Linked DNA regions of Ovis aries: all the other regions are linked to region 2. The links are chromatin contacts, called in public Hi-C maps. All regions are on one chromosome and are shown on one strand. Each heading gives the region's core, a stretch centred on a gene start, on an enhancer-like site or on the middle of the called end of the contact. The rest is flanking DNA. Distances are from core to core; before and after follow the strand shown. Region 1 holds the start of LOC114110475 (cystatin-B). Region 2 overlaps RRP1B (ribosomal RNA processing 1B). Region 3 holds the start of RRP1 (ribosomal RNA processing 1).

What was found. Hi-C and Micro-C count contacts between places; a contact is called where the count stands out from the background.
Region 1: a Hi-C map of liver shows a contact between it and region 2, with 2.7 times the contacts expected there. The contact joins the promoter of LOC114110475 here to the enhancer-like site in region 2. A contact is called at or near these places in 4 of 16 Hi-C or Micro-C datasets (liver, omental adipose tissue and tail adipose tissue).
Region 3: a contact with region 2 is called in a Hi-C map of liver, with 2.5 times the contacts expected there. The contact joins the promoter of RRP1 here to the enhancer-like site in region 2. A contact is called at or near these places in 6 of 16 Hi-C or Micro-C datasets (hypothalamus, liver, mixed tissues and 3 more).

What each region holds. Positions count from the first base shown.
Region 1 is chr1:264,527,166-264,531,578 of ARS-UI_Ramb_v3.0, reverse strand. It overlaps LOC114110475 (cystatin-B), which reads left to right and starts at 1,931. Exons shown (of 3, transcript XM_027960962.2): 1 at 1,931-2,121. The coding sequence starts at 2,056.
Region 2 is chr1:264,416,765-264,421,384 of ARS-UI_Ramb_v3.0, reverse strand. RRP1B (ribosomal RNA processing 1B) reads right to left here. Exons shown (of 16, transcript XM_027960927.2): 2 at 4,196-4,278; 3 at 2,678-2,735; 4 at 1,411-1,496; 5 at 1,064-1,125; 6 at 601-730. Among named protein-coding and RNA genes, the nearest start is that of RRP1B, 12 kb to the right of the region's middle. Within about 2 kb of position 1,349, at least 2 of the 54 cell types and tissues checked have an H3K27ac peak or open chromatin away from gene starts, as enhancers often do. A contact at or near this core is called in liver, where this site is marked.
Region 3 is chr1:264,544,796-264,549,700 of ARS-UI_Ramb_v3.0, reverse strand. It overlaps RRP1 (ribosomal RNA processing 1), which reads right to left and starts at 2,956. Exons shown (of 13, transcript XM_042237600.1): 1 at 2,762-2,956; 2 at 758-840. The coding sequence starts at 2,894.

The DNA of each region.
Region 1 (4,413 bases), core at 682-3,181, 110 kb before region 2:
AGGCCGTAAATGATTAAGACGATAACCCCAGGGTCTTCCCTGGTGGTCCTGAGGCTAAGACTCCACACCCTGCAGAGGGCGTGGGTTCAATTTCTGATGGGGAAATTAAGATCCTAAGTGCCAGGCAATGCAGCAAAAAAAAAAGTTCCAATTCAAGGATACCACCTGTTTTTATTGGTAGGAGTTCTTTATCAGAGAAGGCAATGGCAACCCACTCCAGTGTTCTTGCCTGGAGAATCCCAGGGACAGGGGAGTCTGGTGGGCTGCCGTCTATGGGGTCGCACAGAGTCGGACATGACTGAAGCGACTTGGCAGCAGCTGCAGCAGCAGGAGTTCTTTATATATTCTTATCAGATATGTGTAATGAGAATGGTGAATTTATCCCAGTGAATGGTTCAGCTTTTTATTCTCGAAAAACCATCCTTCAGTGAATAGTTCTTTCTTTCCATTAAATGCAAATGATCAGTTAAAAAATAAATAAAAACTGCTAACTCAGAGACTTCCCTGGCGGTCCAGTGGCTAAGACTTTGCCTTCCAATGAAAGGCTGCATGTTCAATTCCTGGTTGGGAAACAAAAATCCCACATGCCTTGCAACCTAAAATACAAAACATAAAATAGAAGCGATATTGTAATAAACTCAATAAAGACTTAAAAAAAAAAAACTGCTCACTCAGACAGGAGGGTGGACCTGAGGCTGTCTTCCCCTCCCTTGCTTTGCTGCAGCCCCTGCTGTTAAAGTGCAGCTCTCTGAGCTTGGGCCTTTGCTGGGTGTCAGTTTCTCCTTCCTACCTCCCCAGGGCTCAACGTCACCTGACCGCCCATGCTTCCCTGAATTTACAGACCAGGCTCTGCCCTGGCACGTCCCAGAAAGGCTCCTCTCCCCACACACCTGTTCACCGGCCGCTCCCACTGAGGCTCCACGCTGGGCCCCCAGGAGGCAGGGCTGGCCTGCACCTGCAGAGTCAGCCCCCAGGGATGGCAGAGGCGCAGCGCCCACTGAGGGGCAGCTGGACCTTTCTGATAGGCCAGTCCTGTCCAGACAGCTCCCAGCACAGCCCCACCTTGCTCCAAAAAGACAGGGACCCTTTCTTTCCTGGATATCACATGTACTTTAAATCCTAAACGGAACGGCCAGAACCAAACCCTTTACTAACGCCCTCCCCGTGACCCCCACCCAGGCCTGAGGCCACTGGACTCCTCTGTGCCTCTTCTGTCCGTCCACGTCAGCCCTTCACCCTGTCCTCGGGTCACACGCCCATGGTGTGCACAGCAGACCAGCACAGGTAGGGCGCTGAGCCAGGCCTAGGGATGAGGGGCGCCGGGCAGGGGCTTCTATTCCCCTCGGCCCTGGGCAGCTCTCAGGGCCAGCTCCCCGCTCCTCTGCCAACCCAAACACCACTCATTTCAAGACCCATCACTGTCATTCTGTCATCGCAGACACCGGGTCAAAGTGTGGGCACCTGGAAGCCAACGCAGGAGAGAGGGTCTGGGGGCCCTGAGTGGCCCGGAAGGAGGCAGGCTGGACCACCTGCACCCCGCGTCCTGCCCAGCTCGGGACGCGGAAACCTAGACGAGCCCCACAGCTCAGCGCCCACCCCCGCGGCACGGGGACCACCCCTCTCCCCAGACCCTGCAGACCGCGCCCCCGCCCACACCCTCTGACTCAGCCGCCGGGAGGACGACACCAAACCCCGGGAGGGGGGACAGCCCTACAGCACACGACCCTTGGTCCCGAGACGGCGCCCATCGGGGGTCCCGGGCTGCGGCCGTGCTCCCGTCCCCCTCAGTCCGCACTGACCGGACGGCCGCGCTCCATTTCCTTCCGGGACGCCCCGCACCCCATTTCCGGTCCCGGTTCCCCCCCCCGCCCGCCGCGCGCTGTGGTTTCGCCCGCACGGCACGTGACCGCCGCGCCAGGTCCGGGCGCTCGACTCCGCTCGACCACTCCCGCGAGTGTCCGCTGCTCCGCGAGTGTCCGCTGCTCCGGGAGTGTCCGCTGCTCCCGCGTGACCGCCGCCCGGTGTCCACACGCTCCCGCCCCGCCTGCCGCCGAGATGATGTGCGGAGCGCCTTCCGCCACGCAGCCGGCCACGGCCGAGACCCAGGCTATCGCCGACAAGGTTCGGGCTGTGTGGGGCGGATGGGGTACTGGGGGCCGGGGACGTCCGCAGGCATCCCCGCTGGGACGGAGGCGCTGCGCCCGAGCGCATCCCGCCCTGAGTCGGGCTGGACGCAGGTGGATGCACCTCCCTCCCTGCGAGGTTCTCTGGCGCGGAGGTGTCCACTGGGTTAGGGGGCGCGAGGTGACAGGGAATAGCACTTAAAGAGCAAAGGATACGGCAGGCGGGGTGAGGTCCCTATGCGTGAGTCTGGGGTCCGGGTCCCAGGCGTCCGAGACTCGGGCTGGACTGAGTGTAGCCCTTTTTGTGAGCTTGAAGTGGTCTCCAATAAAAAGTTTAGAAACAGGAAGTAACTGGGTCGAGGAGGCAGAGCCCGGTTCAGACCCTGGTCAGCTGTCCAGCCCTGTTTCCAGAAACACTGGAAGATCAGGTTGGGGTGGGATGAGGTGGGCCTGTCCTGCCTGTCATCACAAGTAGGGCCCAGGAGGCTCGAGTTCTGATAAGCAGAGACTGAAGACAAGCTTTTGTCCCTTAACCTTCCTCCCTGGCTGCTGCCTCCTAAACCTCGGCCATGAGCTCAGCCCTGTTCCCTCTCCCGCGGTTGGGACCATCTGACTGCGGTAAAGGAAGGGGCTGAGTCAGTCTCCTGAGACCTGTGAAAAGTAGGCATTTTCTGGGACTCCCAGGAGAGCCAGATAAGAGGAGAGTCCTAGCTTTTCCCCTGTGGCCACTTAGAGCACCCAGCCCTCCTGGCCTCTTCCTGGGTCTCCAGGCTGGAGAATCCCTGCTGGTCACCTGAGCTTTGAATGAATGTGAGTCCCCTCGGGAGACGAGAGTTTCTGTCACTATGGCCTGCATTTGGGGTCCGTCCCTTGAGAGTGGACCGTCCTCACTGCCCCTGGGAACAAGGAGGCCGCCCGTGTGCTGGGTGGGCTCTGTGAGGGGCAGGGGCACCATCTGGTGACCTTCTGTACTGAAGCTTTCATGAACACGTGAGGAGAAGTGAGGCCAGAGACAGTGTACCCACCACATCCAGTCCTATCCTAGGGCCCTCCCTGGCCCTCTGCCCACCTGGTCACTCTGGTCTGGGAACTGACAGCTTCCTAGTGACCCATGGCCTTCTGAGCTTTCCTTGGCTCCAGTCCAGCCCATCTTTCTCCTGGTCGGAGCTGTGTCGGTGACCTGCCATCCTGCAGGCCTCCACCTCCGCTGCTCCACCACCTCCACCTGGGCTTCTCCCCAGTCCTTGCACAGGGTGGGGTTCTCCTGCCTCCACTCCTGAAACAGGTGATTCAATCCCAGACCCCCAGGAGGGTCTGCGGGTGTCACTCGCCCCTCCCCGGTCAGGTAAACTGTCTGAGGGTCAATTCCCTGCACACCTAGCAGGAACGGGCTACACAGGTGAGTGTTCAGTCGAAGGTGGGCACTGGCCCAGGGGGACACACCCAGCTGATCACCTGAGGGCCCTGGCAAACTCAGAGGGAACAGGCAGCCAGACTCTCACTACCTGACCCTGTCTCTGATCCTTCCCTCGACTTCATTCACAGGGAGCGCCCCTCCCTGAAGGCCTTTGTCAAGTGACTCACTGGCATGTATGATGGTAATCCCCTCGGCTCTCCAAGCAGCACGCTCCTGGTCTTAACTGAACTCCTCTGACCCCCACAACTGGTCTGAGGATTCCAGCGCAGGCAGCAAGCTCCTGTGGCTGCCAGTGGTCCAGACAGCAGCCTGAGCACTCGGAAACTAGCTTAGGTTTTCAAGTCAAGACAAAACAACCTGCTCTCCCCTTCCTCCTCAAAAATTCTCACTTCCCCAAAGGCCAAGACCCTGTAAAACACGACTGATCTGAGAGTAAGATTAACATCTGACACCAAAGATCAGAAACAATCTCTGCCCAAAGGCCCTGCAACCTAGAGAGACTATCTAAAGATGCAGCAAATTTTTTTTCCTACGAAAGTGCTTTATCTGGTGCATATTGTGCTACAGAAGAAATTGGGATTATGTAAGAGAATTAAGGCACATCAATAAGATGGAAGATTAAATTTAATATTAAATTTTAACATTTTTAAATGTTTTAGTTTTCAAAGAGTAATTAAAAACTATATACTCTTTCAAATGAAGGTTTGAGTGAAAATGGTAATGTACGAACTTATATACACTGTTGTAACCATGAGAATATAAGCTATCCATGTCTGAAAAAGAAAGGGCTAATGATAAAGGCAAATGATAGCATTGAAACCTCAGCAAAATTAAGGAACTGTTTTCTGTACTTGAAATCAGGGCAAGCATTTT
Region 2 (4,620 bases), core at 100-2,599:
CCCTACTTCTGTTTTGGCCATGCCACATAGCATGCGGGATCTCAGTCCCCTGACTAGGGAGTAATCCCATGTTCCCTGAGGTGGAGGCAAGGAGTCCTAACCACTGGACAGTCAGTCAGGGAAGTTCCTCCATACTGCTATCTGTCTGTCCATCTCACGCAATGCAGCTTTTGGGAATTTAGCTCCCCAACCAGGAAGTGAACTAGTGCCTGCTGCAGTGGAACTTCTAACCACTGGACTGCCAGGAAGTCCCCTGACTTTTAAAAACTCAACCTCATGAATATCTCCTCGTGTTACAGAATTCTTCAGTGGACTATCTAAGTTGTTTTTGATTCTGGGTATCAGACTTCCATGTACCCTGTTAGCGCACAAATCTTTGTCCACATGACCTACTGCCTGCCTAGGACACATTTCTAGATGAGGAATAACTATGTCAAAGGACAGGCTGACCCATTCATGCTGCTGCCGCCGATTCACCCCTGGGCTCTGCCAACAGCATTTTACCTCCAGCCCACGGAGCACTCAGAGCAGGGCCCAGGCCCTGCCGGTTCAGGGGCACCTTGGCCCCGTGCACTGTGGCAGGGTGCCTGCCCTTCTTACCTCCTTCCCGCCCACTTTGGACAGCTCGTCCAGGTAAATGTCGATGAAGAGAAATTTCACTCCATTTGGAGACCGACTCTCAGGATGCAGGACCTCCTTCATCAGGACGTCGAGGAAAAGCTTGATGCGGCTGAAGGAAAAACACACACAGCTCTACAACCCCTGCTGCCAACATCCTCTCCATCCCCAGAGAGAATGTGACATTCTTGTGTCCGACTGCTAAACAAGCAATGCACGATGGAGAAAGTTCAACAATCACTGAAATGAGTATAAAGTGTTGTTGTGTATGCTCAGCTCTGCGGGATTTGAAGTTCTTCAGGCATGAGGACGCTGGGCTCTTGGTACTCAGAGTGGAAGGCATGGATCAGGTGACTCAGACTTGTTAACTGAAACACTTAGAAAACCACGCCATTGCCTTAAAAGTTTTAAAGCCTCCAAATACTAACCCAGAGGGTTCACCAACCTTTCTTCCCAGCCGTTTCGCTTCAGAACTTCGAAGGACTGCCTGAGGACCAGACGAATCAGCTAGAGACAGATAACTTTTGTTACAAAAAGGAAAGTGACAAACACCCATCAGCTTAGCAGAACGACAGCTACAGCCTGGATCCTCAAAGTGGAAAGTTCCTACACTAACAGATTAGCTTCTAGATCAAACACTTAACCAAGGAGCCCCAGACTCTGACAGCTGGAAGCGAGAAAACTGATGTCTCCGAACACGTCCTCTGGTGCCCCCTGCTGGTCACCTTATGACGCACACAGCCGCCTCCCCGACCCCGAGCTGCCCGTCAGGGGCTGTGGCCCCACCCTCACCATGTGGTATTTGTCCAGACGGAGCCTTTCGATGCCCGGCCACTCGCGATTCACGGTCTGCCAGAAGGTCTGGATGAACAAGTGCTCTGCAGGGAACAAGAGGCTCTGAGCGCTCCATTCGCAGGGTGCCGTGTCACCACAGAACAAGAAAGGTCACGAAGGGCAACAGACTAGGATTTCTCAAGGGTTCTTGGGCAGCTAGAAAATCTCGTTGGTAACTAAGAATGCTCGATAATTTTTTATATTTAAATAAAAGCTTATTTTGACAAGAAGTGGTAATATCTTAATGTTTGACTAGAAAGCTCTCCGGAGCATGTTTCATTATCCATTGAAAAGCCATGATTCTGTTAAAAATCAAAAAATGTCCTGAGCCAGAGATACTGGTCCTTCTTGTCCAAATACACTGAACAATCAGCCCTAAGCCATCCATCTGATGGCACCTGGGGGACCCATGCAGAGAGTTAGCTTTCTGTTTTCATGTTCAGCGTCAGCTGAGTGAACTTTAATAAAACACTGTTTTTCTCTTCGGAGCCATGAAACCAGCACTTTTTATCCCAAAACGGTTTGTTTTTTGCTTTACTTCCTTTTGCACAATTTTCTCTTGATATATGAAAAGCTACAGTATATTCCATGTACAGAATTTTGATCCTTACGAGTCAGCTGGGAGCCTGCTAAAATCCAGAGAATCACTGAGCGTTAACAAGGCCATTGGATAGTTCTGTTCTGAGGGCTGAGCAAAAGCAGTGAATTCTGCCTTCTCTGCTTCTGTAAGTAATCAAAGCTGAATGTCTCAGAAATATTAATAATTAACTTCTCCCTTTGTTTATTCGTTTTGGTCAAGAGGGGTTACTTTACAGTTTGTTACCAGTGATGACCTGAAATGGCTCTAGTCCCAAGGACAACCAGCATCCAGAGGTAACCGTGGCACCACACAGTCACACACAGCTTCTGAGAGCATTAAAGTAACTCAGAATGTGGAAACTCTGGAGGACTGTTATTTTTTTTGACTCTTTTGAAACCTCTGAGACGCCGAATGTGATGCCCTTTGTTCACCCTCTCACTGTGTATCTAGGCCTGACACAGGTTCCCCATGGGACAGTCTGTCACCTGACATTCACACTCCCGGTGCCCAGGCTCATGTGACGCTAGCCCCCCTGAAAATAGAAACTTTGAAGGAAGGAGAAGAAACAACATTGAGTAGCTTTCTTAGGCAAGTTACCAAATCTGATGAGCAGGTTTTGAAAGTCACGAAAATATCAGGACTTACGAGCCTCTGAGTTGTTAACAACATGGATGAGTTGGGAAATAGTGTTCGCTAGCTCCTCCTGCAAAGTGGGGTTGGGGAAAAACAGCGGGGTTATTACGTGGAACCATGAGAGGACAGCATCACGGCCTGTGGGAAGGGGTCAGCCCCTCCATTCTCACTGTCACCTCCACTAAGAAGGGTGTATCTGAACACCTGGATTGCATTACATGTGAAATGCTGTTTCAACGGACTATTGTGCCAACTCAACATGCCTTCAGAACTAGGCTGTGTGCTCACACACGCTATGCCTAGGGTGAGTTCAACTGACGCACACAAGAAACATCAGCTCTCAACTCCTGGCTTTCAACATATAACTTGGGTTGAGATTCCATCCGAATTCCCCCAAATAATGGAAACGCAGATGCCAACTGCGACGAGGGGGCGTCGCTGGCAGTGAGATACCGGACTGTCACTCCATGTGGCTCCTGTTGGCTTGCTGGCAGACAGGCAGCAGCGGCAAGGCAGCAGAAAGCAAAAGAGCCATCCTACTGAGGTGCACAAGCTTGTCTGGGGGAGAACTCAGGCTCTGGGTCTATGAAGAAACCTGCCTCTGGGAGTGTCCACAGAAGAAGAATAATCCTCACCGCTATCATGGGGCCTTCACCTAGACTCAAGTCTTTCTCACCCATGTTAAATGAACCCCGGACTTGAAAGTGATGTTCCCATTCATCTGTTTCCTTCCTCCACTAAAGCTGTTGGTTGTCACTTTGAATGTAACTTAAAAATATTTTGCTCTGCTGTCCTACTCAAAACATGTTCAGTGGAGTAAAGGCATGAAATCAAAGTGAGTCACTACAGGGCTCAGGGGAAGCGGAATAGCTGCAGGTAAAAGCCAGACAAGTAAAAACCTACCCTGGCATTTTGTACATCAGGGGGCTTCAAACAGCGCCCCCAAAGCTGACCCTATCCTGCTACAAAGACAGGCCTGTTTCACACACCAGAAAAGAGCTCTTCAAGAGCTTAAACCACTTTCTCTGATAGTTCTGGCGGCAGGGCTTGGTGTGCTCGGCAGACAGGGGTTCAGGTGAGTGCACACACCTGGGCAGGTCTCCACTGCCATTGTGATGAGACCATCAGCTCCAGGATCACTGCTCATTCTACAAAGACTCTGCCCCACTTAACTGTGGCAGAGCTGGGCCCAGAGCCGGGTAGCTCTTAGACTAGCGTTTTGCTATTTTTGACCACAAATAATAAAGGAGGAAACAGAAACTTTATAATGTAAAACCTACCATGGAACCTATGAAACTGTGACAGAGAAATAACAAATCTAATTTATGTGTCTTTGTTTGTCTTTGAAAAGATTTCACTTCAATGCCTGCACCCCTTTCTCTATGGACAAGTGGTGGGAAAGTGAACCTTTGAAGCAATGGTTTTCCATCTGTTTCCGTACATCAGGGATGGATACAGCATAAAGCGGGCAGGTCTCTCATTCACCGGTGCCCCGTGTCCAGCAACATGACACAGGGAACTGTAGGTTACCTGCAGAAGTGGTTCATTCTGCACCCACATGCAATAGAACAGCCCTTTCCAGATTTTTAGAAGTTCTTCTTGGCTGAAACCTCCTAAAAGGCAAAAGACCAGAAAAGTCTTATTTCAGAACCTACACGCTTCCTCCGTAAGTTTAGAGCTGCCACAGAAGCAGTGAGAATAATACTGAGTACATTTTCACTTTTACTTGTAAATGTCTTTTTTATTTGAAGCATACATTTTCTTGCTGTTACAAAACAAAGACATAAATGCTTTAGTTTTGTCAGCTATGGGGCAGGGCGGTGGCGGTAGAGTGTTCTCACAATCTGAGTAGCATAGGAAAGCAAATGTCATCCACACACAGAATTAACTAATTTAGTTCACGAGTCATTTAGGAGTTCCCTCAAGTGGTCCTCTGCCTGAAATTAGCACCTCCC
Region 3 (4,905 bases), core at 1,707-4,206, 130 kb before region 2:
CCCACTCCCGTGGGGGTGTGGACTACAGGGGTAGGTGGCATGTGAGAAGTCGCAATATCTTCTCCTCTCATGTTGCTGTGACCCTAAAACTGCTCTAAAACATAAAGCCTATTTTTATAAAAGACAATTAAGAAAAAAAGGCTAGGGACTTCCCTGGTGGTCCAGTGGCTAAGACCATTCCATGCTCCCAATGCAGGGGGCCCAGGTTTGATCCAGGTTGGGGAACTAGATCCCACATGCCGCAACTAAGACCCGGTGCGGCCAAACAAATAGAAAAAAGGGAAAAATACTTGTCTCAGAAGACTTGGATGCTGTCCCCTGCTTTCCAGCATTTCAGCACTCAGCTCATCGTCTCTGACAAACACAAAACAGACAACCCAGGGGCTTCTCCAGTGGCCCAGTGGTTAGGACTCTAAGCTTCCACTGCAGGGCGATGGGTTCAACCCCTGGTCCTGTCAGGGTACTAAGAGCCCACAACCACTCCCACCCTGGGCCAAAAAATAGCCAGAAAACCCAGTTTTCAGCCACGATGTACCCTGGCATTCACCAGCATCGCTATGGTGCCCAACTCATCAAGTGTGAGACCCTCCCTAACCCAAGGCCGTGGCCCTCCAGGCCTTAAGGAAAAAATAGCATCAAAGCTATAAAACTGCGCTCAGCATGGCTGCTGCAGTAAAACGAGGGCTGACAACACGCTCGTCCACCCTCCCACTCATACTGTGGCCCCAGTGCCTTCTGCAGCCTCCTGGGCACTCACCTGCAGCAGCGGCTTGTCCTGCATCCACATGCAATAAAACAGCCCTTTCCACACCTTCAGCAGCTCATCATGAGTGAAACCACCTGCGCCAGAAACAGCGCCATTCAGACTAAAGGAACCCCATCTTTTAGCGCCAGAACAGCCAGAGAACTGTGACGGCCTGAATCAGACCAAAGTCCTCTTACTGCACAGGTGCCTGGCCCTCCCTCTCAACCGATCCTCCCAACCCAGAACCTGCTGGGCCAGTGGCTGCAGGGTCTCCCGCAGGTAACTGCTGTTTGATTTTTTCAATAAATGTTTACCGAGAAATGTCCAAGTATCAGAGACTGTGCTCCATTTTTCAGATTCAAAATTGAATGAGTCACCATTTTTCTGGGCTGGATGGTGGCTATGCAGGTGAATCTTGGCCACAGTTCACCCAGTGTTACACCTGGGCTTTACACACTTTTCGAATTTTAAAATTACACATTACCTCATTCAGGCTCATTATGACAACACTAGACAGCATATTGAAAATCACAGCTTTGCCGACATTACTTTGCCGACAAACATCCGTCTAGTCAAAGCTATGGTTTGTCCAGTAGTCATGTATGGATGTGAGAGTTGGACCATGAAGAAAGCTGAGCACCAAAGAATTGATGCTTTTGAACTGTGGTGTTGGAGAAGACTCCGAGAGTCCCTCAGACTGCAAGAAGATCAAACGAGTCAATCCTAAAGGAAATAAATCCTGAATATTTATTGGAAGGACTCATGCTGAAGCTGAAGCTCCAATACCTTGACCACCTGATTAGAAGAATTGACTCATTGCAAAAGACCCTGATATTGTGAAAGATTGGAGGCAGGAGAAGGGGAAAACAGAGGATGAGATGGTTGGATGGCATCACTGACTCAATGGACATGAGTTTGAGCAAGCTCTGAGAGTTGGCCATGGGGTTACAAAGAGTCAGACACGACTGAGCAACTGAAGTGACTGACAAATACATAAACTGATGGTGAAGACAGATATATAAAATCACCCAACAAGTATAGACTGAGGTCTTAACTATGTTCTGGCACCCTGTTCCAGAGAAGTGGTTCTCAGACTTTATTAATAGCATGGCATCCCCTGGAGGGTTTCTTTAAAGATCCCTGGGCTTCCCAGGTGGCACGAGTGATAAAGAACTTGCCCGCCAATGCAGGAGACATATGAGACGTGGGCTCCATCCCTGCTGGTAAGATCTCCTGGAGGAGGAAATGGCAACCCACTCCAGTATTCTTGTCTGGAGAATCCCATGGACAGAGGAGCCTGGTGGGCTATGGCCCAGAGGGTCACAAAGAGTAGAAGATGGCTTACAAGGCTAAGCACATACACAGTCCATCTGCCAGAGCTTCTGATTCAGCAGGGCTGGGATGGGACTCACAAATTTACATTTCTAACAAAAGTCCAGGTGATGCGGAAGTTACTGATGGGGCCACGTTCTGAGAACCACTAAGGAGCGTGATATCCGACAGGTGTATGCTGCATGAAACTCAGACGACAATCCAACAACTACACAAGAAAAAACTACAAACAGTCACAAATGCCGCTCTGAGAGAAAAAAACATGGTGCCCAAACAGTGGATAGCATGGGTAGCGGGATATACGGGTTGACAGGATCCTGCTCCCAGAGTAGGCAAGTCTGAACTGGAAAGAGATTAGGGGCTTGGCTGAGGCCGGGTGGGGGCGGGGTGGAGAGGCACATATAGCGGCCGAGAACGAGGTGACGCCGCGCACCTTCAAATCAGTCAGCGTGGATAAGGGGATCAGGGCCAAGCGTTCAGACGGGAGCGCGGCTGGTGGGGTGGGTGGGAGCATCGCCACGGCCCGACCAGGCTCCGCCCGGCCGGCCGGACCACGTGGAGGCTCCACGCGGTTGGAAAGTCTGCTAACTCAGGCCGCCTGCCCCCAACCCGGGCCCTCGCGCCCCCAGCCCGGCCCGGTTCGCGAGACGCCCCCGGCCCACATCCCGTCAACCCCGCGCCAACCTTCGGCCCGCTGAGTTCTGGCGACGATGTATTTCCGGAGCTTCCTCACCGCCCGGTCCCGGGTCACCTGCTCGTTCCCCGCCAGCCGCTGCGCGAGCTGGATTTCGGGCGGGAGTTGTACACGCGGACCCATGGCGACTGGGCCGAGACCCCACGATACCAGTTACCTTGCCGCTATGCCTGGGCGCGTTCCGTGACGTCACACGCCCGCGCCGGCCTCGATGGGATTCAGTGCGACGTCACGATCCCGCGCCGGCCTCTCCAGCACTCTGAGTGACGTCACGTGTCTGCGCCAGCCTTTCCTGGGTCGCACGCCTCCGCCTCCTAGTGGCACGGTCCCGTAATGACAAGTGCATGGGGCTCTGGCTCCATTCATTCTGCTGCTGCTGCTGCTAAGTCGCTTCAGTCGTGTCCGACTCTGTGCGAGCCCATAGACGGCAGCCCACCAGGCTCCCCCGTCCCTGGGATTCTCCAGGCAAGAACACTGGAGTGGGCTGCCATTTCCTTCTCCAATGCATGTAAGTGAAAAGTGAAAGTGAAGTCGCTCAGTCGTGTCTGACTCTTCGCGACCCCATGGACTGCAGCCTACCAGGCTCCTCCGTCCATGGGATTTTCCAGGCAAGGGTATTGGAATGGGTTGCCACTGCCTTCTCCCCATTTATTCTCAGTTCAGTTCAGTCGCTCAGTCGTATCCAACTCTTTGCGACCCCATGAACCACAGCATGCCAGGCCTCCCTGTCCATCACCAACTCCTGGAGTTCACCCAAACCCATGCCCACTGAGTCGGTGATGCCATCCAACCTTCTCATCCTCTGTCGTCCCTTTCTCCTGCCCTCAATCTTTCCCAGCATCAGGGTCTTTTCCAATGAGTCAGCTCTTCGCATCAGGTGGCCAAAGGATTGTAATTTCAGCTTTAGCATCAGTCCTTCCAATGAACACCCAGGACTGATCTCCTTTAGGAGGACTGGTTCGATCTCCTTGTAGTCCGAGGGACTCTCAAGAGTCTTCTCCAACAGCACAGTTCAAAAGCATCAATTCTTCTGAACTCAGCTTTCTTCACAGTCCAACTCTCACATCCATACATGACCACTGGAAAAACTGTAGCCTTGACTAGATGGACCTTTGTTGGCAAAGCAATGTCTCTGCTTTTTAATATGTTGTCTAGGTTGGTTATAACTTTCCTTCCAAGGAGTAAGTGTCTTTTAATTTCATGGCTGCAATCACCATCTGCAGTGATTTTGGAGCCCAGAAAAATAAAGTCAGCCACTGTTTCTACTGTTTCCCATCTATTTCCCGTGAAGTGATGGGACCAGATGCCATGATCTTCGTTTTCTGAATGTTGAGCTTTAAGCCAACTTTTTCACTCTCCTCTTTCACTTTCATCAAGAGGCTCTTTAGTTCTTTTTCACTTTCTGCCATAAGGGTGGTGTCATCTGCATATCTGAGGTGATTGATATTTCTCCCAGCAATCTTGATTCCAGCTTGTGCTTCCTCCAGCCCAGTGTTTCTCATGATGTACTCTGCATATAAGTTAAATAAGCAGGGAGACAATATTCAGCCTTGACGTACTCCTTTTCCTCTTTGGAACCAGTCTGTTGTTCCATGTCCAGTTCTAACTGTTGCTTCCTGACCTGCATACAGATTTTTCAAGAGGCAGGTCAGGTGGTCTGATATTCCCATCTCTTTCAGAATTTTCCACAGTTTATTGTGATCCACACAGTCAAAGGCTTTCGCATAGTCAATAAAACAGAAATAGATGTTTTTCTGTAACTCTCTTGCTTTTTCAATGATCCAGCGGATGTTGGCAGTTTGATCTCTGGTTCCTCTGTCTTTTCTAAAACCAGCTTGAACATCTGGAAGTTCATGGTTCATGTATTGCTGAAGCCTGGCTTGGAGAATTTTAAGCATTACTTTATTAGCGTGTGAGATGAGTGCAATTGTGCAGTAGTTTGAGCATTCTTTGGCATTGCCTTTCTTTGGGATTGGAATGAAAACTGACCTTTTCCAGTCCTGTGGCCACTGCTGAGTTTTCCAAATTTGCTGGCATATTGAGTGCAGCACTCTCACAGCATCATCTTTCAGGATTTATTGACAAGTAAAAGGAAGCCAGCATTTGCCCGCCTTTTGGGAGGCGGAGAGGTGCT